Linked DNA regions of Mus musculus: all the other regions are linked to region 5. The links are chromatin contacts, called in public promoter capture Hi-C maps. All regions are on one chromosome and are shown on one strand. Each heading gives the region's core, a stretch centred on a gene start, on an enhancer-like site or on the middle of the called end of the contact. The rest is flanking DNA. Distances are from core to core; before and after follow the strand shown. Region 1 holds the start of Osbpl7 (oxysterol binding protein-like 7). Region 2 holds the start of Rab5c (RAB5C, member RAS oncogene family). Region 3 holds the start of Sp2 (Sp2 transcription factor). Region 4 holds the start of Nfe2l1 (nuclear factor, erythroid derived 2,-like 1). Region 5 holds the start of Casc3 (cancer susceptibility candidate 3). Region 6 holds the start of Dnajc7 (DnaJ heat shock protein family (Hsp40) member C7). Region 7 holds the start of Scrn2 (secernin 2).

Region 1 (2,911 bases), core at 59-2,558, 1.8 Mb after region 5:
TCACATGACATCCCCACACCCCCAGTTCCCTGACCACCCCTGGGCCTGGGCAGCTACGCCCAACCCAACCCCCACTGTGGCCACTGCACCCAATGTGTGCCTCTGTCCCGGACATGCACCCAGGAATCCAGGAAACACTCTGTGTTTGTGAGGCTGGGGAATGAAGGAAGAAGAGAGTCCAAGAAAATAGGGGGGAGGGGGGGCTCAGAGACTTGGTGAGCAAGATCTCCTTAGCTCAGCTGCCTCCCCATCCAGTATCTCTGCCTACATCTGTGGCTTTGCCACCCCTCTGGCACAACTGTTCTCAAACTTCTACTAACTGGCCCCCTATAGCTGTCAGTTCTCACTCCCATTTTCTGCATGGGGAAACTGAGGCCTGAGACAGTCCCATCTTCCCATGCCTCCTCTCACCAGACACCCAGACACGCCGAGAATACCCACCTTGGACTCTCTTCCCTGCAAAGCCTTACCAGCCCCTTGCTACCATGTTAGTCCTCTGTGTTCCTGAGAAACCTCCCACCCAGAAGGAGCAGGGCACTGACCGGCTATGACACTGTGGGTGGGAGAAGAGGTGGCCAAGAACATGTCGTGGTCCACCCAGGTCCCGAGGCAGTGCCCACAGGCGTCCTTGGCACCGGCTCTGGCCATCCTGGCTCCGCCAGGAGATCAATAATGCATGAGCGCTGTGTGTGTGTGTGTGTGTGTGTGTGTGTATGAAGGGGAAGGGACTGGAGGAGTGATGTTGCCCTGTGTCTGGGGAAGCAGCTCAGAGCTTCATGCAGCTAGCAAGCACCTGAGGAGTTGAGGCCCAGAAGGGGCAGGGAAGGGACAGTGTGAGTGTGGCCAGGAGGTCACAGCATAAGGGACCAGGCTACAAGAGGCTGGCCCAAGGGGAAACTCCTGCATTCAGCCATTTAAAGTTTCAAAACTCTTCCGGTGCTGGGGTATTTCTATGCCCTTGTCCTGGCCGCTAGAACCCTGGCCATTTGCTGCTGGCCCCCCCGCAGAGGTGGGAAGTATCTACCGGTAGGAAGGAGAGGTGGAGTGAGACAGGTGAGTGCCCCCCTTAACCACCCCCATTCTCAGCGCCTTTACCAGAGGAGTAGACCCACCAGCTCCAGAGGAGAGGAAGCCTTCCCAGGAATGTCAGGCCGTGACAGCAAGGCCCCCTTACCCCAGGATCCATGGACGCCAGAGCCTCTTGATCCGTACGCTGCTGTGCCTGAGACTGTCTCCGAGTCACCGGCTAGCTCTTCACAGAACTGAGCAGTTGCAGCAGCTACTGCAGGAACCAGGAAGGAAGGAGACGTCGGAGCCTCCCCTCCAGCCGGATCTCCCCACCTGCCCCTCCTCCGTTGCCTCCTCCCGCCAAGCTCCGGGCTGCCGCTCAGCTCTGCCCCCCTGCTCTCGGGAGGACTAAGGACGGAGTGGTACCAAATGACTTGGAAATGAGGGGCACAATCCCCACTGGGCATAGTTCCACATGCTTCAGAGGACTGAACAACTGCTGGCTTCAAGCCATCGAAGGTAAAGGATTTTATTCAGACTAACATGGCCTTGACCCCAGTGAACACTCAAGGCCATTTCCTTATTCACCCTGCCTCTCAATTACACCTGAAATAGATGGCATATTTTGGACCAGCAAAGATATCAGGTTGACTGGGAAGGGACAGAGACACCGTCCCACCCCACCCCCACATACTCTGGGACATGACAATCTGTGCCAGGAGCACAGTCAGCAGGCAAGAGGGACAGCTGAAGCCCCACCGAGGCTCCTCATTGAGAGCAATGCCCTACCAGGTCAGTCCGTGGCAATCAGGAAGTATGGGTGCAGCAAGTCTCTAGGAGCAGAGATGCAGAGAGGTGGGAGCAGCTATGCAGTCATGGGCTGGCAGTTATAAAACAAAGACTAGCTGGGGCCCCTCCCCTGACCCTCAAACACCTTTACCCCACTGTGTTCAGTTGCTGAAATAATCAAGAATTACATTATGAGAAAGACCTACAATTCCCAAATGGATGAGCACGGACTAACAGGTTTGGTGCCTGAGAAATGGTAGCACCAGCAGGCTCTGGTATGATGGAAGGCTCTTGTGTGGCTGCAGAGATGATGTGGGCCAATCGTCTGCTCCACCTTTCTAGACATCAAAGTCTTACACACCACAGCAGTACCTGCTGTCTGGGCTCCCTTCAAAACCTCAGCATGGATTTAGCCTCCCAAGAGGGAGGGGTGCAGTGGGCAGCACCAGGCAGGCCTCTGGAGGCAAAGTGGCACCAGGAGGAGCTACTCTGACATCCAGAGCCTCAAGGGCCTTTTAAATGATTGAGTATCCCTGGGCATCTGCAGAGGTGGGGACTGTGGGAAGCTGGTCCTGGCCCAGGCCAGAGGATAGCTGCTGCAGATCTTCCAACTGTCCAGGACTAAAGACGCTGCGGCACTGCTCCAAGTCTGGGAAGGAATGCTAAGGAGTCACTCCACATTCACCCTGATCCACTCAGGATCAAGAACAGTGGCAGGCCACAGGCGGGAGGTGCCACTTCCCAAGACTCAGGGAGGGCCTCCTGCCATAGCCCCCAGGGCTCCTATTACATGAGAACTCTAGTTCCCCCAGCCTTCGTAAGGAAAAGCACGTGAGATGTAGTATTTGGAAGGACAGGCAACTAGGGAAGATGGCTTTTAAGGAAGAAAAGTGAGAATTTGGAGAGGACTTGAAATAACCCAGACAATAACTTTGTAAGATCAGGAGTTCAGGGCTGGAGACTTGGCTGTAAGCACTTGCTCTTCCGAGGACTCAGGTTCAATCTCCTACTCACATGGTGGTTCACCACCACCAGGAACTCTAGCTCCAGATCAATGCTCTCTTCTGACCTCTGTGTGCACAGGCTCATACAAAGGGTACAGATATAAACATAG
Region 2 (2,802 bases), core at 124-2,623, 1.9 Mb before region 5:
GGTGGCGCATGCCTTTAGTCCCAGCGCTAGGGAGGCAGAGGCAGGAGGATTTCTGAGTTCGAGGACAGCCTGGTCTACAAAGTGAGTTCCAGGACAGCTAGGGCTACACAGAGACACCCTGTCTCGAAAAACAAAAAACAAAAAACAAACAAACAAAAAGTGGTCCTAATTCATACAGAAGGAATTAGAAGCAACAGAAACAGAACTGACCTGTGGTAGAAGGGTTAGTGGTTTTCATCTATAGTGACGGGTAGAGAGAACACAGGTAGTCTTTGAAGGAGCGCTAATTCTGACTGGGGGCAGAGTGAGGGAGATGAGGGGGTCTGGTATATTTGGGAACAGAGCCTAAGAAAGAAAGCTTAGTCTGTCGTGGTGGTTGCACATGTGTTTAATCCCAGCACTCCAGAAGTAGAGGCAGGAGGATCTCTGTGAATTCAAATACAACCCATCTACAAAGTAAGTTCCAGGCCAATCAGGACTACATAGTGAGAGCCCATGTGAAAGGAAGAGAGAGTGAGAGCAACCCTTGGCAGCAGCAGGTCTCCTTTTCAACCATTTAGTATCCTCTAGACAACTCCTTCTTTTAAAAAAAAAAAATTACATTTCTTCAAGTATTTAGCGGGAGGGAGGGTGGATGGGTGGTTGTCAAAAGACAACTAGTGGGAGTCTGTCTTACTCCATGTGAGTCCTGGGCACGGCACTCAGTCAGGCTTGGCTGCAAGCATCTTCACCTGTCGAGCCGTTTCGCTAGCCCCCAGAGAGCCCATTCTATAGAGCTCTCAGAGATTTCATCACCTTTTTTTTTTCTTTCTTTTTTCTTTTTCTTTTCTTTTCTTTTTTTTTTTTTTTTTTAAGCCAGGATCTTACTACATAACCCTAGCTGTTACTCACAGAGATCTGCAAGCCTCTGCCTTCGGATCGAGCCATTACACCTGACTCCATCGCCTTTCCTATAATAGAATGTCCTCAACAATCAGCCTCCTGGGCGGGCTTGGCTTCTCCAAGTTGCCGAGGGCACACGACCGGTCTGCGCGGCTACGTGAACATCATATTTTTCCTTTCTCAATTCTGCATGAACAGCCCTCTGTCTGCTCTCTTGGAAAGCTCAGCCACACGCCTTCCCTCGCGGCACTTGGAACTGGCAGTGACGCGATAAGCAGGCCTGGACCGGCTCCGCCCCACCGGCAGCCGGTTCCACCCAAAACCCAAGTGCCAGGCAGCCCCCGGCTCCTCCCTGTGCGGAGAACTACAAGTCCCGCCATCCCTCGCGCGCACTCTCCCTCCTTTCCCGCGTTGATTGTGGGTAGGATCGGAGTGTCTCCCATTGGTCTGTTCTTTCTGTCAGTCACCTGGGAATATAGAGAGGCGGGGCAGAGCTGAAGATCCGGATCCGGAGCGGCTGAAAGGCGGAAGTGGAGGCCGGAGCCTGGGACACCGCCGGGGGTGGGGGGGAGAGGAGCGGAGTCTGTGGAAGCCCCGGCCCAAAGTAACGCTGCTGCCCGGAGCCGCGGTGAGTGTGCCTGTCCCAGGGCCAGTGTCTCACTTGTGTGGTAGCCTCCCTGGGGTACCCTTTCCTCCTGCCCAACCTTAGCTTAGGGGGACACTGACCCCTCCCCCGACCCGTAGCCCCCTCTTAGGGGCTCACCAGGGCGTCAGGCCAAAGGGGGAGCTCCTCTTTCCTTCGCTAACCTGTCCTTCGGGAGCCTTTGGGAGTCTTTTGAGGCTCTCCTCTGGCCTGTCCAGTCCACTTGTGGGAGAGAGGGACTCTTAAGTTCCGCTCCCCACCCCCTCAGCTTTCAAAATCAAAGAGTCTTTACCAGGTGCGAAGGAACCTGTCCCCCTTCTCTTTTAGAGGTGACGGAGAGTGCTGTCTCTCCTGGTTTTCCTTTCCTGTGTTCTACGCCTCCCACTCCCCAATCCCAACCAAAAACCCAGTTGTCCCCCTGCAGCCCTGAAATTATCTTTATCTCGATTTCCTTTCGGAGATGCGGGGATGGGGGGGGGGGGATGTCGGAATGAGAGTGTTGTACACGCACAGAAGTGTTTTTGCGCGCTTACAGTTCCTTACTTCCTCTTGAGCTTACGAGGACCTCAGCAGAGTTTGAATTCTGGGTCACTTAGACGGAATGGCAGCCTTCTCCTTGGACTGCACGTTATGCCCCCAGCCCTGTCTTAAGTTCTCTCAGTGTGTGTTCGTCTTCCTGCCTCTAAAGAATTTAGCTGAGCTCTGCTCAATCCTAGGGACAGATCACAGATCAGGGAGGATCTGCCCATTCATTATCTTCTGTCTCCCCTCCTCCTTCCCCCCTGCTTCAGGCCCAGCCCTGTCCTTCCAGAGCATGTGAGTGGTTTCCTTAGAGAGACTGCTGCCTGCTTATCTATAGGGGTGGAGAATAGACCAAATAGGAGTAGTGTGAAATTGAGGCACCATCTCTTAACCACCCTGAATCACACACCACTATACACTTGAGCAACAGGTCCATTCCTCACCAGAGTCTCCACTCCCCTCTTGGCTTGGACTTTTTCACAGAGCAGTTAGTCCACATCACCGTGGCAGGTATAGTTTTCGTCCGTAAAGGAATTGCTTATGTGTGCTGGAAAGTGCCAGTTCCCCTACTGTATTGACACAGGATTCTTGTGTTTTCCTTGGGACTTAAGTGTGTGAAATGGCTGGTATCTCTGACCAAGCTGGAAGGTTCTCTTGTTATGCGGCCAAAGTACAGGTTAGAGACTGCCTTCCTGAGGAGTAGCCTGATTCTGAAGCCACAGCTGACCCTTGCTGTCTTGCAGTGGAGGAAGAGT
Region 3 (3,044 bases), core at 72-2,571, 1.8 Mb after region 5:
AGCTGGGGAACAGCTCGACGATACAGTTCATGCTTAGTGTTTATACAGTTCATGCTTAGTGTTGGGGACTTGATCCTCAGCAAATAAGACCCCAGCAGGGATGTATGTGTCTCATCTACCTGCGATCAATGTCTCTCAAATGTTGATTTGGGAAGCTTTGTTACATGTTCTTATAAGTTAATTTACTGGATGTAAAACATTTTTTTCTCACTGTGGGTTAAAACAACAAAACAAAACCAACCAGGAAGGGTGGTACTATGAGGTGGATGTGTGAGTGCTCTGGCTTCAACAAGAGTCTAAGGGTCCACTGCAGATGGGGTGTGGGGTTTCCTACCCACGCAGGTCTCAAGCCAGCGTGAATTCCCTCTGAGTGCTACGTACAGCTTGCCTAAGTTAGTCGTTCGCAGAGGGCCTGGAAGAGAAAGCTAAACCTACCTGTGGTGCCTGTCAAGCACGGCCCCTCATACAGGAGGAGATGAAGCAGAGACCAAGCAGGGTCGCTAGGATGCCAGCGTGCAATTCTGCCCACCTGAGGCGCAGGCTAAAATGCAGATTCTAGGCACACACACCCCGCCCCCCGGGAAATAGCAAATGTAACTAGGGACGACCCTAGGGATCTGCTTTTGATAAAGGCTCAAACACGCCTGTCTGAAGCTGAGAGGATCAGGGAAGCTCTGCGAAACATTGGTGAAGATTAACAGGGGCTTGAGATGACATAATGACAATTCCCTCTAGGAAGTGCCAGGTAACCCAACTCCTGCCAGGTCGTCGACTCTCGAGAGGCGATGGATGGCGGGCGAGGGCCTGAGGTGAAGGCGATGCGCTCACTGGGGGCCGGGCACCGCGTATCCGACAGCTACACTTGAGACTCACCATGCCAGACTGTATTGAGAGATGTATAAGCTCTTTACGGGGCATTTCACAGTAGCACTTCTGATTGGCTTTAGGGCAGATCTATCACTTATCTGCTGGGTTAGAGGTGGGTGGAAGGTCAATTACGACCAATACAAAAACACTTCTCGGCTAAGCCCCTCCTCACCCAGCTTCCTGTTGCTGTCCATCAACCTCCTAGCAGGCGGGACTTTGCCTCCCGCCAGTTGGCTAAAGGATACGTCGTTCATTCCCCCGTTGATTTCCGGTTGGCGACTCCTACCGTCTATCAATGACACTTCACAGTTCTATTGGCCAGACCAACGTCACTCTAGATGCTTCCCAATGATTGGTTGAAAATGCTGTCGGTCCCCAATGTACCAAGCGTTCATTGGTAAAAGCTGCCGTCGCTCGGGCGGTGGCGGGCTCCGGGATTGGCGGGTGCTAGGCGGGCGGTGTCAGGCTCTCGGTGGCGGCGGAGGCGGCGGAGGCCAGGGAGGAAGATGTCGTAATGAGCGGTGGGTCCTGGCGTCTGCCGGCGGCGTCTTCCCGGCCCTCAAGGGTCGGGAAGACGGACAGAGGCCTCGGGGAGGGGAGGCCGGAACCGGGGGTGCCCCCCTGGGACTGGGACTGGCGCCGGGGCCCGGCTACGGGAGGGGCGGGGGAGGAAGGATTCCCGCCCGGAGGAGGAGCGCGGCTGGCCGGCCGGGCGGAGGCACCCGGAAGGGGGCGTTAGACTCCCCGCCCCTCGGAGCCCCGGGCGGGAGGGCGGCGCTTCCGGGGCTGGCAGGCGGCGGGGGCAGCAGGGCGAGCCTGATAACCCCCTTCGCCCCCTCAGCTTGGGTCGCGCCGGGCCTTCAGCCTGCGCCCGAGTTTGCTCCACGCAGGCGGCCGACGCCCCCTCGGGCTCGTCCTGTGGGCAGCCCAGGCTTGGGACCCAGGTGGTGCCAGTCAGATGGGCCCTGCTGGTCTGAACTGCAGCCTGCTGGCCGGGCCACCGCAGTCCCAGAGGGTGGCAGGATTGGAGGGAACGCCCTAGGCAGATGACTGCTGAACGAAAAACCGACTTTTAATGTTTATACCTGGATCCTTGAGCCTGCGGCTAGTATCTGCAAGCTCTTGGAATTTTAGAAGTTTGGAGAACTTGTGGACAGAGCTCCCAGGCTATGGCCCGATGCCCCTTGCGGGGGGTGGGGGGGTTGGGCAAAAATGCACTGGAATTCCAAAAAAGCGTAGGCGCTATCGCTCGTAACAGATGACCTAAGAAATAAAATAGATGCTTTTCTTCATCCGCGTTGCTGGCTTAAGGGTGCTCAGAATCTTCCCTTCCTTCTTAGGTTTCTTTCCCAGTGCCTTATTCTAGTTTTAGTAGAAAAGGAACTGTCTTTTGCGCTGGGCGACTGAGAAACCTGTCCTCTCTACATTCCTTGGTTTTGATTCTAATAGCCTGTCATGTTTAATCGTTTCATAACTAACATGATCCAGGGGGACTCTGTTTGGTTTTTTCTCCTGAACTTTCCCCATTTTTAGGAGGTTACAGGATTATTACATATCAAAATAAAAGTTTGGGCCTGTAGAGGCCTGTCAACGAGGAGAGAGGCAGACCATAGCCAGTGGTCTGTGAGCCAGGAATTGGCCCAAGGGTCCCCTTTATACAGATTTCATTGTAGAAAGGCGATTAACTTTTCAGTGTGTACTGGCAGGAACAGGCTACAGCTGTTCCATGCTGTGCCCTAGAAGGCCCTTGGCATTACAGAGGACAAAACCCTGAGTTGAGACACCCCCCCCCCACCCCCCTGTGGTGATGAAGGTTGAATCCACAAATGTTGGACAAGCACCTCTACGGCTGAGCTGTCTTGGAGGGCTAGAAAGGTTAGGGTGAGCCAGCTCACAGTGAACTGGCACAGGGGATGACAAGAGCCCAGACCACACAGTAGCATTTTCCATTATTGACACAAAGAAGTCCATTGTCTGTAGCGATGAGTATAACTGCAGTGTCTTGTTTTCTTTTAAATTCTTAAGGACAATGAACAGCGCGGATCTCAGAACCTCCCAATAGGGCTTATGTCAGTGTTGCAGTGGTTTCTTATTTAGGTGGTAGGGTGTTGGAGCCTGGTCTTGCTGTGAAGCCCTGGCTGGCGTGTGTTTGTCCTGTGATCTGTGTAGGCCTTGAA
Region 4 (2,700 bases), core at 189-2,688, 2.0 Mb after region 5:
ATTCCAAGAGTGCCAGGATTAAAGGCATGGGACACTATGCCTGTTGTTTTGAAGACCCAACAATTAATACACAAATGTCTAGTTTTCATAAATTTTGTATTCTAGTAATTTATTGGGACACACTAAAAAACGATGAAGTAAAAACAGTCTTTGAAAGTGTTAACTAGCTCAAAATAATTTGTTTCCATTTAAAAAGGTATGTGGTAGCTTAATAATTTTTGTAAGAATCAGTTGAATTCTTGGTGCATATTATATCTGTGAAACGTACTTTACATTCTGAGAACCCCTCCATATTGGTGCTAACTCTCCTAGCACAGCGTGAAGTGAACTTATCTGCTGCATTATCAGTTGGCCTTGTCCTTAATTGCACAAGGACAGCGAATAATGAACTGTCAACTAGATTATGGCCTCTTAAAAGGAGACAAGAACTCAGTTGGCATCTCACCTCTGTCCCACAGCTACACAGTACAAACTTCAATACAATGATTTCCTACATGTGGTCTTCGGACCAGCTGTATCAGAATTACTTATAGGGAACGTTATCAGGCCCCTACCACAGGGTCACTGAACAAGAATCTCACAAAGGCTTTGTAATTTGGAATCTAATAAATGATGTTGAGAGCACACTTATATTTGAGTCACAAAAAATGTTTTGGTACTATAGTTGTATGGGGAACTCTGGCAACGATGGAACGTTCCTGAAAAGCAAAAACTAAGCTGTGTGCGAGGTTAGAGGAAGGGGAGGGGCTCTTCCCGGTGTTTCTTTGATGGCAAAAACGAGTTACTATGTCCTATCTATCACACTACCAACATTTCTCTAAGGCCCTCGTCTGCCCCGCAGTTTCCACGACCTGACTGTTGCCTGGGCTACAAGATGCCACCCTTCCTGCCTGACGAACAGGTTACACCAGGCTCTAAGGCAGACAGGGGGTACCGGTTTCCGTTGCCAGGACTCAAGATGGCGACACGAACGTCGCGACCATCAGAGCCACATGCTCCGTACTCCGCCTCGGCCCCCCCCTCGGATCTCACTGGACTTTTACAAGTCACCGTGGGGACCCTCAAGGACGGAATCTCGGGCTCCGGCGTCAATGCTCCATTATCTGCCTTAAAGGACCGCATTCCTAGGCACACAATGAGCTAGAATCACCTAACTTACAACACCGCCCACCTCCAACCCGCAGCGGAGAGGTTCAGAATGCCGGACACTAGGGCCTTCGCCTCACTCATTGGTGGGTCCATACCGGGGGGCGGGCCTGCACACTCATTGGACTTCTCTCCACGTCAGTCTCGGGAGGACTGTGCCGAGTGGGCAGACACAAACTCGACTATTGGGTTTTCTTTGCTGTCAATCAAAGTGACATCCGGTGACGACTCTAGTCCCGGCTATCTGATTGGACCAACTGTTTCTGGGGTGGCCGTGGCGGGCGGGTTTCCGAGTGCAGTGGAAGGAGGGGGCGGGGAGGGAAGCCGAGGCTGGGCGCTCCAGGCCGGCCGGAGGTGGCGGCGACGGCGGCGGTGGCGAGGCCGGGACTTGGGCTGAGGGCCTGCTGTGGCGGCAGCGACAGACTGTGACCTCAGCAGCGGGTACCTGCTCTAATTCCCTTCCCCAACGAGATAGCCGCGGTGCAACAGGGCCGAAAGCTTGTGGGATAAGGGGCGGCGAGATGTGGTTGAGGAGCAGGAGGCGGGACCCGGGAGGCCGAGAGGGGTCTTGATCGGGCTCGGGCCCTGGACACGGCCGGAAAGAAACGCGGGGCCGACCAGAAAGCGTGTTCCTGGGTGGGCTGGACTGAGAAGGGCCGAGGGCATGGGAGGGCGTGGTGAGGCTGGGCTCGCGAGCGGGGTGGGGCCTGGGGAACGGAGGGCGGGGTGAGGCTCGCTTTTAAGGGTGGGTCAAGGCCAGCAAAGTAGCACTTGTCGCTCCGTGTCCCAGAAAGCTTGGAGGCGCGTCGGCGAGAGTGGGCATGGCAGCTTGGTCTCATCCAGACTCGGGTACGGCAGGGTGGGACCGGACTGGGGCCGGAGCGCTCTCTCTTTGGCCTTGTGGGCTTTGAAGAACTTTGTCTGCTCTCTCAAACTTTAAGTGGCTCTTGGGAAGTTTTAGTAGTAAATTGCGCGAGGACGGGCGGGTTTCAAAAGCAGGGATGTTTACTCAACCGAATGAGGGTATTCGTGGGTGTGTGTGTCTCCTACGTGTCGCTCCCACTTCACCTTTAGAGCGAAGTTGATAGTGGGCCACAGTAGAGGAGTTTAGGAATTTAATGGAAGCTCAAAAGTAGAAATCAGAAATGGGAAGGCAAATTTACCTTCTCCCCACTTGGCAAGTGAGATCGAGAACTTGGCCATATCCTTCTGCTTTGGCTCAGAAGGTCATGTGAATAAAGCTAAAACCTGTGAATTCAAATTCCAGGTGGAGCACGGCTCCACAATCTTCCACTGTCCTCCTGTACCCTACCCTGTTCTTTTATTTTGCCATACTGGGGATTGGACCTAGGGCCTCTAACCAGGCACCCGTGATCTGTATCCTTGTCCTGGACATTCTTTTATTTTACTATTGAAACCAGGCTGGTCTTAAACCCCTGATCTTAACGTTTCAACGTTCTGAGTGGCCTGTGCTATTAGGCTGGTCTTTTATTTAAAAAAATAAATTAATTAATTAACGAATGAAAGAATGATAGGAAAGGGGAAATGAGATTT
Region 5 (3,026 bases), core at 104-2,603:
TGTCCCTTCAAGAGGTGTGGCTTCAAGTTGCAGTCATTAACCGGGCAAGGCTGGAATTAAAGACATGTGCCACCATCACCAGACTTCTAACAGACTTTTAAAAGCACACGAGAAGAATGTATAAGAGAAGCAAGTCAGGGAATTTTTGTACCACACAGCTAGAGGTTTTTTTAAAGAGACATTTTCTGACTTACGCCATAAGGAAAAAGAATCTATCACACTCACTTCTGAATCTTCTGCACTTTCATAATCGGAAAGAACAGCTGAAAGGAAAAGACAAATTATGTGATATGTAATAACATAAACGTTTGTTACTACATTTCTGACAGTTCGTTTTGGGCCAGGCAAACATCCTCACTTAATTTGTGGACGCAGCAACTTTCTGGGGCAGATAAAATTATAGTTTCTGTTGACAGATGGAGAACTTTGGGACCACACTGACGAAAAACTATGCTGTTGTCAGGTGTTATTCTAAGTCACCACAGTGCACTCAATCTGTCACCTTCCAAAAAGGAACCAAACCAAACAAGCATGCTCATCATCACCATGACACAAACGCCACTCCCGGGGAACGCTCTCCAAAAACCCCTAACAAACCGAGAAAGACCCAGTGTAAGATATACATGGCCTTAATTTACATCCACAAGAATTCAAGATAAAGTAAAATTACTCACCATCTCCTTCCATGCCATCTTCACTCTCCTGGGAGGAAGAAGATCACACAGGTTAGAGTTGGTGATTTCCAGACGCGGGGAGCCCACCCGCAGATAACCGTGAGGGACGACTGAAGAATCAACACAGATGGTTGGGTAGGAATATGGGGCAAGATAAATCTTCAGAAGTCACATCGAGAATGGCGGTTCTCTACATCCCAGCCCCAGTTTCCGTGTAAACATTGCACGCCCTGAGCTCAGAAACCACCCAGTCCTCCTTCCCCGGGGCTCTGGGTGGATGCAGATTCGCAGCGGGACAACCTTTCTTTCCCTCTAAGAGGAGGCCCGGCATCTCACAGCATCTCCAGCCCGCCCCCTGCCGGGTCGCCGCCCTGGACCGCCCGCCGCTCACTCACACACTCAGACTCCTCGGCGCTCTTGGCGCCCCCGCTCTCCACCCGCCGCAGGTGAAGGCCCCCGCCGCGGCCGCCGCGCTGAGAAGGCAGCGAGCCACTGCCGCCGCCTCCGACGCTCCCGCTGCAGCTGCCGCCGCCCCGCGCCGGAGAGCCGCTGTCGGAACCCGAAGCCCCGGATTCCTCGTCCTCCGTGTCCTGGGAAGCGCGCTGCCGCCGCCGGTCCGCCATCTTACGGAGAACGGCCACCGCTGGTCAGCTCCTTACGCACCACGCCCGCCGCGGAGGCTGCCGGGAAGCTCGAGACTCCGGAGTCCCAGCGTGCTTCACGTCCAGGGAGGGCCGCCCTTCTTTCCGCGGGGCGGGGCCTGCACCCTGCGGCACGTTTTCTGGAGAGCGAGATGACGTCTGTCGGTGATGTAAGGAGGCGTGGCCTAGCGCTTTATTTCCCCACACCCCCACACCCCTAGCCCCGGCGGGCGGAGGGCGCCTGGGAGCGGGGCTATTGCATCCTCTTCGGGTTCTTAGCTCGGCCATCTTGGACTTTCCTTGGGGAGGGTTTCGAGCTCTTCTAGCTCCAGTGCGACGTTGGAGCAATTGCATGATTTTCGTTTTCCATTGCTCGCTTTCCCCTGAATTCTATACAGAACATTTTACTGTATTCCTTCGCATGGTTAAAAATCACGAGTCCAGGTGAAAAAGCCTTTAGTCCTGCGTCAGTTGCCAGCTCTTCACCTCAGTCTAAATTTAGGGGAAAGGAGAAACTGCAGTGGGGACAGAACTTAGTATTGCGGTGTTTCCTGGGTGTATTCAAAATCTCCTTTCTCCATGTGTCTTCCTAACCTAGTTATCTCATTTTGAGAACTGAAGGTTGGAAGGACACTAGTCTTACTATGCTTTTAAAACATCAGAGCTGGATCACCCTTGACTAGTTAAGAGGCTAGTTTTGGACCCTCTCTGCCCCTTCAATGTCTCGAGGTATTAGTTTCAAATCCTGGTGCATTGTTACTCTACAGAGAATGCTTTGGGTATGCATTTATCAGCAGTGAAAGAAAACTCAGCACAACTACCTTGCAGCAACATATAGTTTGTAAGCTAATTTATTACTGCATATTGTTAATATACATCAAATAGATGAGTTAAGAGGACTCTGAGCTGTTTTCATAAATAGCTAAAGGTCCCCACTGCTTACCAGATCTATAAACAGTATGAGACTCCAAGGAATCATGACTGTCTGCAGGGACTGATTCAACTGGTGACAGGTGGCCAAATGTATCATGGAGTTCAGCTCCAGAAACAACTGCCTGAACTCAAAATGGAGGATGCATGATTTAATAAGTGTGAAAGGCATAAGAATCTTATCCATCACAATCTAAAATGGTGCAGCAAGACTGCCAAGTTGAGTGTCTAAATAAGGACAAGGATAGCATGCCACTTTGTCCTTTAGTTGTTTGGTCGGAATCCAGCTTGGGATGTTTTTTTTCTTTTTTCTTTTTTTTTTTTTTTTTTAAGAAAATCTATGACCTCAAGCTAGCCTTTTCATCACTCGGGACCCACCAGCTTCAGCCTCCCCAGATGCAGGCTATGAGGGGACAATACCTGTAATCCTGCTCTGGATCCTACTTTCTTTTGTTTTTTGAGACAGGGTCTCATGGAAGCTAGGCTGATCTTGAACCTGGGGCTCTCCTGGCTGTGTGGGTGCTTGGGATAGCAGTCCTCCTGAGAAACAGTTGTGAGAAACGGTCAATGTTTAGCATGAATAGACAGATGGTCTGGGGTCCCACATGAGTCTTATTAGAGAAGTAAGGAGCTAAGAGATTGATCTTTCTATATCATTGTAGTCACAAAACAAGAGCCAGTGCTTTCAAGTTACAATGAGGGTTTTCAAGCATACAGAAGATGTGTGTAGGAAGACACTGTGGTCAAGCGGATCTGGACTTCATTTATCTGGACTGATATC
Region 6 (2,802 bases), core at 33-2,532, 1.8 Mb before region 5:
AAAAATTAAATTCGTTAATTAAGGCAGTGGTTCTCAACCTGTGTGGGTCATGACTTTTTTTGGCAAACCTCTATCTCCAAAAATATTTACATTACAATTCATAAGAGTAGAAAATTTATAGCTACAAAGTAGCAACAAAAAATAATTTTACGGCTGGGGATCACCATGACAGGAGGAACCATATTAAAGGGTCACAGCATTTCAATTCACTGAGGTCCAGCTATCATTCTCTATCCAGTGGCCCAGGTAGTTTCCACTCCGTCAGTAATGATAAGGACCTACAAATAAGGTTAGGGACTTTGACACACACTTTCCTTAAGGGAAATTTAAATTCCATTGTCTTATTTTCGTTCCTTTTGGCTTTAAATTACAATTTCAAGGTCGTCTCCTCCCCACATTTAACCTCAGAGGGCCTCAATTTAATCCAACACTGTTGTGTGTGGTAGTGGTACTACAAAGATAATTATGCTGTCTTCCCAATCCAGACAACATCTGGCCAGACAAGCGTGCTGGGTAGAGTTTATGAGAAGTAGGAGTACAGGGGACACTGAGGAAAAGGGACCTCACCCCATGAGCTGCCTTATAAACTCCGGGGCAGGGGCTGGCGCGCCATGTCATCCTTTCTAGGCTTAACGCTGAGATGGCACTCCCAAGCGGCTGACATGAAAGCAGCCTCATAAAAGGGTCCGCGTCATTGGGGTGATGAACCAGTTGGTGCTTAGAGATCCGTGGAGGATGAAAGGAGCAGGGTGAAGACGCCCTGCGTTCCCCTCGCTTGGTTGGGCAGGGCTTCCAGGAACTGATGAAGCTGGGGATTGGGCTCAAAGTAGCTCTTCATGCCTTTCCAGGGAGGAAGCTGTGGACACACTGCAAAGTCAGGAAGGTAGTCTTGGGGGGGGCTTTTCTTCCTCAAGTGTCTTGGGGACCCCGTCTCCACCCACCAGGGACTCCCAAGCGTTACCGGAGGCTCTCTAGGATTGCTAGTTGTTATGGCAACCGGGCTGTAGGGATACTGAGGCAAGCTTAGGCCCAGAGAGGCAACCTCCTTCTGTACCCTCCTCCTATTCACGGGTAAAGTGGCGCCCCCTACGCACAGGAACCGTCCCTGGGCCCCCGCCCCAGCGCGGAGACCACCGTGGACCTCCAGGGATGGAAGGCCGCTCTGGCCCCAAGCGGAGCCTCTCGTTGGTAGACGGGCTCGAGGGAGTCCCTCTGGGCGCGGCGCCGCCGAGCGGCTCGATGCTCCGACCGGAAGTGCTCTACACCGTCTGCCTCCCACCCGGCTCTCTGGTCCCGGCGGTAAGATGGCGGCTACCGCGGAGTGCGATGTGGTAATGGCGGCGACCGAGCCTGAACTGCTGGAGGACGAAGACGCCAAGAGGTAACCAACCGGGTGGTAGAGTCATGGAGGAGACGAGCTTGCAGCTCGTGGCTTGGGGCAGGTGGACCCGCCAGCGAGGCAGCCCCCAGATGCAGAGACGATGGCTCTCCTGCAGACACCCCCCGCCCCCATCTGAGCTGGAGTCGACCGAGATCCCTCTGAAGGGGTACACTTAGGGGGTCTGCTGTCCCCTTCTGCTTCCGCCTAGCAGGGAGCTTGAGGCATGGTCTTGTTCTGCCGCGGGGAGGAAGGTGGACTTCATCGTGGAGGCCGGGTTCCCGGGCGGGGGCGGGGGGAAGGGTAGGAACCCCAGAGGTCGGCTGCAGAGTGGGGGAGGCGTCGCGGCGACAATGACGACTTCCTTAACAGAGCCCCGACCTCCGCCCGCTCTGGTTAACTTGTGTGCATTGTTGCCCGTCCTGACTGGTCGTCTCCGAAGCCCGCATTCTCCTCCTCACTTCCCTTTCCTCACTAATGACCCTTAGTGGTCTCTAGTGTGAGGCTGAGAGAATTGGATGCTCACTGTATGGACCTGGTCGCCCCCCACTCCCCGATAGCCGTAGAAGTTAAGAATGGATAGACAGAAGGGCGAATGAGGAGCTTGTCTCTTGCAGTACGGGGGCAGACGCTTCTTCGCCATTCCTCCCAAGAGCATTCTTAAGCTCAAGGAGAACAGCTGTTTAAATGCAGTTGGCACTGCTGGGCAGCTGCAGTGGCTCGGGATTGCTAGTCTGGCCTAGCCTAGGGAGGTGCTGAGTGAGTGGTTTTTCTCGAACACTTGGTGAATTCCGACACCAGCTTAAGAACGGGTTTTCAAAGCGGGGTGGGGTGGGGTGGGGTGGGGGGGTTAGAGTACGCTTGGGAGCGGGCGGGACTTGTTCTGATACCAAAGGTGAACTGATTCTTTTATCAGTAGCATGATTAATTTGATCCTTTTCTTAGGATGGACTACAGTCCCCTTACTCTCCTTCCCTTGTGGTTCATGTTCATACCAAGCCTGTAGGGAATGTCTTCAGGCTGAATAATTTGAACAGAGTCAGTTCAGGAGGTCTAGAAATCAGGATTCTGAGGGGTTTACTGTCCAAGTTAGACTTATAAGCGGTACTCGGAGAGATACGGGGAATATTGTAGTCATCAGGTGTATGGTAGTACCTGACTTGAAAGCTGAGATGCTAGACAAAGTGTAGTTGATCAAGAGCTATCAAGTTTAGCCTTGCCTCCTCCTCCTCCTGTTTGAGTTTCCATGTCATTACAGTGTCTGGAGTTAAGCATCATCCGCTCCTATATAACTTAAGGTATTGCCAAATGAGAACGGAAGCCCCTCGCTAACACAAACAGAGCTTACATTTTATTTTACTTATATTTGGAAAGAATTTAGTGCTTCTTACTGCTATAAATAGGGACTTTGGCTATATGTCATT
Region 7 (2,700 bases), core at 135-2,634, 1.8 Mb after region 5:
CACAGGCAGGAGGATCTCTGTGAATTCAAGGCCATCCTGGTCTACAGAGCAAATTCCTGGACAGCCAAGGCTACACAGAGAAACCCTGTCTCAAAACAAAAAGTACTGAAAAAAAAATTAAAGCACTCTAGGCCAAGGGAGGTCCTTTATCAGACTAGGAAGATATAAGACTGCAGCCGCCTTAGAAAGGCCTCAAGGGCAAGGCCAACAGAGACAAGCCCAATAGACTCAGGCTAGGTGGGAGGAAGTGGGGCACTGAAGAGCAGCTCTCTACCTGAGCAGGTCCATACCCAGCAGGGCTTCCCCCTGCCCCACAGGCTCTTTGGTCCACACTGCTTCGTTTCCAATGCAGACACCAAGCTCGTTGGCCCCCATCTCAGCTCCCCACAGCCAAGAGGGGCGGCTCAGAATCACAGCGTGTGTCTTCCCCACCTGTTCCACCTCGATATAGGTACACTGGAGGTAAAGAAGAGAGAGGAAGAATTCAGTGAAAAAAAAAAAAAGACCCAGAACTTACACTGCCCGGACCCTTTGTCAGCCACTTTAAATGGCCCTGAGAAAGGTCTTATTCTCAGGTCACACATAAGTAAACCGAGTTAGCAGAAGCTAACTCCACTCAAGGGTCCAGGTTGGTGGACTGGAACTCCGTACTCGTTCCACTCCATCTGCTCCCGTCCCAGGAGCAAGAAAACGAAGGTCTGGGAATAACGTCTCAACCTTCCAGCTCCTTCTAAGTCCTAACCCACCTGAAGCCGGCTCCCAGGGACGTGAGTGCCTGCTGGTATAAACACCACCTCCTGCACCTCATCTCGGGGCCGGTCTGAGTTCTTTGCAAAGATTACAGCTGGGATGGCTGAGGCCGGGGGCACAGAGACAAAACAGTCGCAGGAACAAGGGGCATCGGGGCTCGACGACGCCATCTGCGAAGAAGTGGAGATGTTCATGTCCCTCAAACCTCTCCACAGTCTTGGCCACCGGTGGGGTGCAGGGCACTCTCCTCCCCACGTGTGCACTCTGAGAAGCCTGACGCTCTGGGACAACAGCACTGTTGTCAAAGCGTGGTGTGCACTAACAATGCACTTGGCTTGGAGTCAGGCGACAGAGCAAACTCTGCAAGTTAAGAGCGTCTGTTTTGGAGTCCTAGCCCTTCCAGGCTGACTTACAGGGTAGTTTCTAGGCACTAAAGCTGGCTCCAAGAATCCCACGCTCCTGCGCATGCCCACATTCACGCGCCTCTTCCGTCCACCCCTTTCCAAGTCCTCAGTGCCTCGGTCTCTCACCCTCTCTGCATCCAAGACCCCCAGGCTCGGTTCCGGGCGCCACTTCCTCCTCTTCAGGTCAGATCTGTTCCCCTGGACCCAGGTTCTCTGGTAGGTGACCTGGAAGGCCTTTGTCCCCGGGGGCGGGGCCGGCACCGGCACAGGACACCTGCAATGTCACCGTCTTCCACGAGGGTGCGCGCTAGCTAGCACCACTTCTTAGAGCTGAGAGACCTTTCAAATCCTGCTTAAGAGTCCCGGGCTTTCTCTACAGCCTTATCAGATAAGAGTCATTAACAGGAGGTGGAGCTGAAGGAGAAAAGAAGCCCTAGTGAAAAGAAAGAATGCATAAAGTAGCCAACACTGCTGGGAGTTCTAGAGATTAAGGGAAAACTTTCACTACCTGCTTCCTGACTTGAATTTCATAAATTACGGTATTGTTTATTTTATTACTGTTTTTGTGTTTTGTTTTTTAGAGACAGGGTTTCTTTGTGTAGCTCTGGTTGTCATGAAACTTGCTCTGTAGAATAGCTTAACCTCAAACTCACAGAGATCCGCCTGCCTCTGCCTCCCAAGTGCTGGGATTAAAGGCGTGCACCACCACCGCCTGGCACTTATTTTACTAATTTTTAAAATTTGTATTTTTATAGGCTAGAGAGATAACTGGGTGCTTCAAAGCTGCCGTTGAGGAGAACATGGGTTCGAGTATCAGCTCACAGCTGTTTGTAATTCGTTTCAGTGAACCTGATGCTCTCTCTGGTCTCCATGGACTCCAGACACACATGTGATGCTCAGGCAGGCACACATACAGGCAAAACATCAAAACGCATAAAATAAGTTTTTTTTCTAAATTTTGTAAATATGTGTGTGGGGATTACATGTAGGGGAAGGCATGTGCCCACAGAAGCCAGAAGAGGGTGATCTATCCCTTGAAGCTGAAATCACAGATGGTTGTGAGCTGCCTGGCATGGGTGGTGGGAACCAAACTCAGGTCTTCTGCAAGATCAATCGTCACTCTGAACTTCTGAACCATCCTTCTGGTCCCTTTTTTATTTTTTTTATTAAAGATTTATTTATTGTATATGAGTACACTGTAGCTGTCTTCAGACACAGCAGAAGAGGACATCGGATCTCATTACAGATGGTTGTGAGCCACCATATGGTTGCTGGGATTTGAACTCAGGACCTCTGGGAGAACAGTTGGTGCTCTTAACGTTGAGCCATCTCTCCAGCCTCCCCTTTTTTATTTTCAACCTTAGATGCCATATCTTTTGAGCTGTGCACCTCGTTTTGTTGTCATTGTTGTACATATTTTACAACTTTGAGAGACTATCTGTGTGTATACATACATGTGTGCAAGTGCACACCACCATGTAGGTGTGCCTTTGTGCAGACTAGAGGTCAGCACTGGGTGTCTTCCTCGGTTGTGCTCCATCTTCTT

What was found. Promoter capture Hi-C pulls out the DNA fragments that hold promoters and counts their contacts. Capture Hi-C pulls out chosen DNA fragments and counts their contacts.
Region 1: a contact with region 5 is called in a promoter capture Hi-C map of liver, with 4 times the contacts expected there. The contact joins the promoter of Osbpl7 here to the promoter of Casc3 in region 5. A contact is called at or near these places in 1 of 39 promoter capture datasets (liver) and 1 of 115 datasets of contacts at active chromatin or transcription factors (pancreatic cancer cells).
Region 2: a contact with region 5 is called in a promoter capture Hi-C map of the C10 cell line, with 7 times the contacts expected there. The contact joins the promoter of Rab5c here to the promoter of Casc3 in region 5. A contact is called at or near these places in 3 of 39 promoter capture datasets (the C10 cell line, cranial neural crest and embryonic stem cells) and 1 of 115 datasets of contacts at active chromatin or transcription factors (large pre-B cells).
Region 3: a promoter capture Hi-C map of liver shows a contact between it and region 5, with 3 times the contacts expected there. The contact joins the promoter of Sp2 here to the promoter of Casc3 in region 5. A contact is called at or near these places in 3 of 39 promoter capture datasets (the C10 cell line, liver and pre-B cells) and 1 of 115 datasets of contacts at active chromatin or transcription factors (pancreatic cancer cells).
Region 4: a promoter capture Hi-C map of liver shows a contact between it and region 5, with 3 times the contacts expected there. The contact joins the promoter of Nfe2l1 here to the promoter of Casc3 in region 5. A contact is called at or near these places in 2 of 39 promoter capture datasets (both in liver).
Region 6: a contact with region 5 is called in a promoter capture Hi-C map of hippocampal neurons, with 4 times the contacts expected there. The contact joins the promoter of Dnajc7 here to the promoter of Casc3 in region 5. A contact is called at or near these places in 6 of 39 promoter capture datasets (cranial neural crest, embryonic stem cells, hippocampal neurons and 3 more) and 1 of 115 datasets of contacts at active chromatin or transcription factors (embryonic forebrain).
Region 7: a contact with region 5 is called in a promoter capture Hi-C map of liver, with 2.4 times the contacts expected there. The contact joins the promoter of Scrn2 here to the promoter of Casc3 in region 5. A contact is called at or near these places in 2 of 9 other capture datasets (adipose tissue and liver).

Annotation. Positions count from the first base shown.
Region 1 is chr11:97,049,217-97,052,127 of GRCm38.p6, reverse strand. It overlaps Osbpl7 (oxysterol binding protein-like 7), which reads right to left and starts at 1,308. Exons shown (of 23, transcript NM_001310509.2): 1 at 1,175-1,308.
Region 2 is chr11:100,736,786-100,739,587 of GRCm38.p6, reverse strand. It overlaps Rab5c (RAB5C, member RAS oncogene family), which reads left to right and starts at 1,373. Exons shown (of 6, transcript NM_024456.5): 1 at 1,373-1,510.
Region 3 is chr11:96,975,965-96,979,008 of GRCm38.p6, reverse strand. It overlaps Sp2 (Sp2 transcription factor), which reads left to right and starts at 1,321. Exons shown (of 7, transcript NM_001080964.2): 1 at 1,321-1,388. The coding sequence starts at 1,382.
Region 4 is chr11:96,828,706-96,831,405 of GRCm38.p6, reverse strand. It overlaps Nfe2l1 (nuclear factor, erythroid derived 2,-like 1), which reads left to right and starts at 1,438. Exons shown (of 5, transcript NM_008686.3): 1 at 1,438-1,587.
Region 5 is chr11:98,808,135-98,811,160 of GRCm38.p6, reverse strand. Casc3 (cancer susceptibility candidate 3) reads right to left here and starts at 1,353. Exons shown (of 14, transcript NM_138660.2): 1 at 1,070-1,353; 2 at 675-702; 3 at 226-263. The coding sequence starts at 1,297. Gm12359 (predicted gene 12359) reads left to right here and starts at 1,072. Exons shown (of 3, transcript NR_033551.1): 1 at 1,072-1,485.
Region 6 is chr11:100,618,107-100,620,908 of GRCm38.p6, reverse strand. It overlaps Dnajc7 (DnaJ heat shock protein family (Hsp40) member C7), which reads left to right and starts at 1,282. Exons shown (of 14, transcript NM_019795.5): 1 at 1,282-1,381. The coding sequence starts at 1,305. It also overlaps a transcript of Nkiras2 not described here.
Region 7 is chr11:97,028,636-97,031,335 of GRCm38.p6, reverse strand. It overlaps Scrn2 (secernin 2), which reads right to left and starts at 1,384. Exons shown (of 8, transcript NM_146027.2): 1 at 1,281-1,384; 2 at 747-920; 3 at 275-456. The coding sequence starts at 920.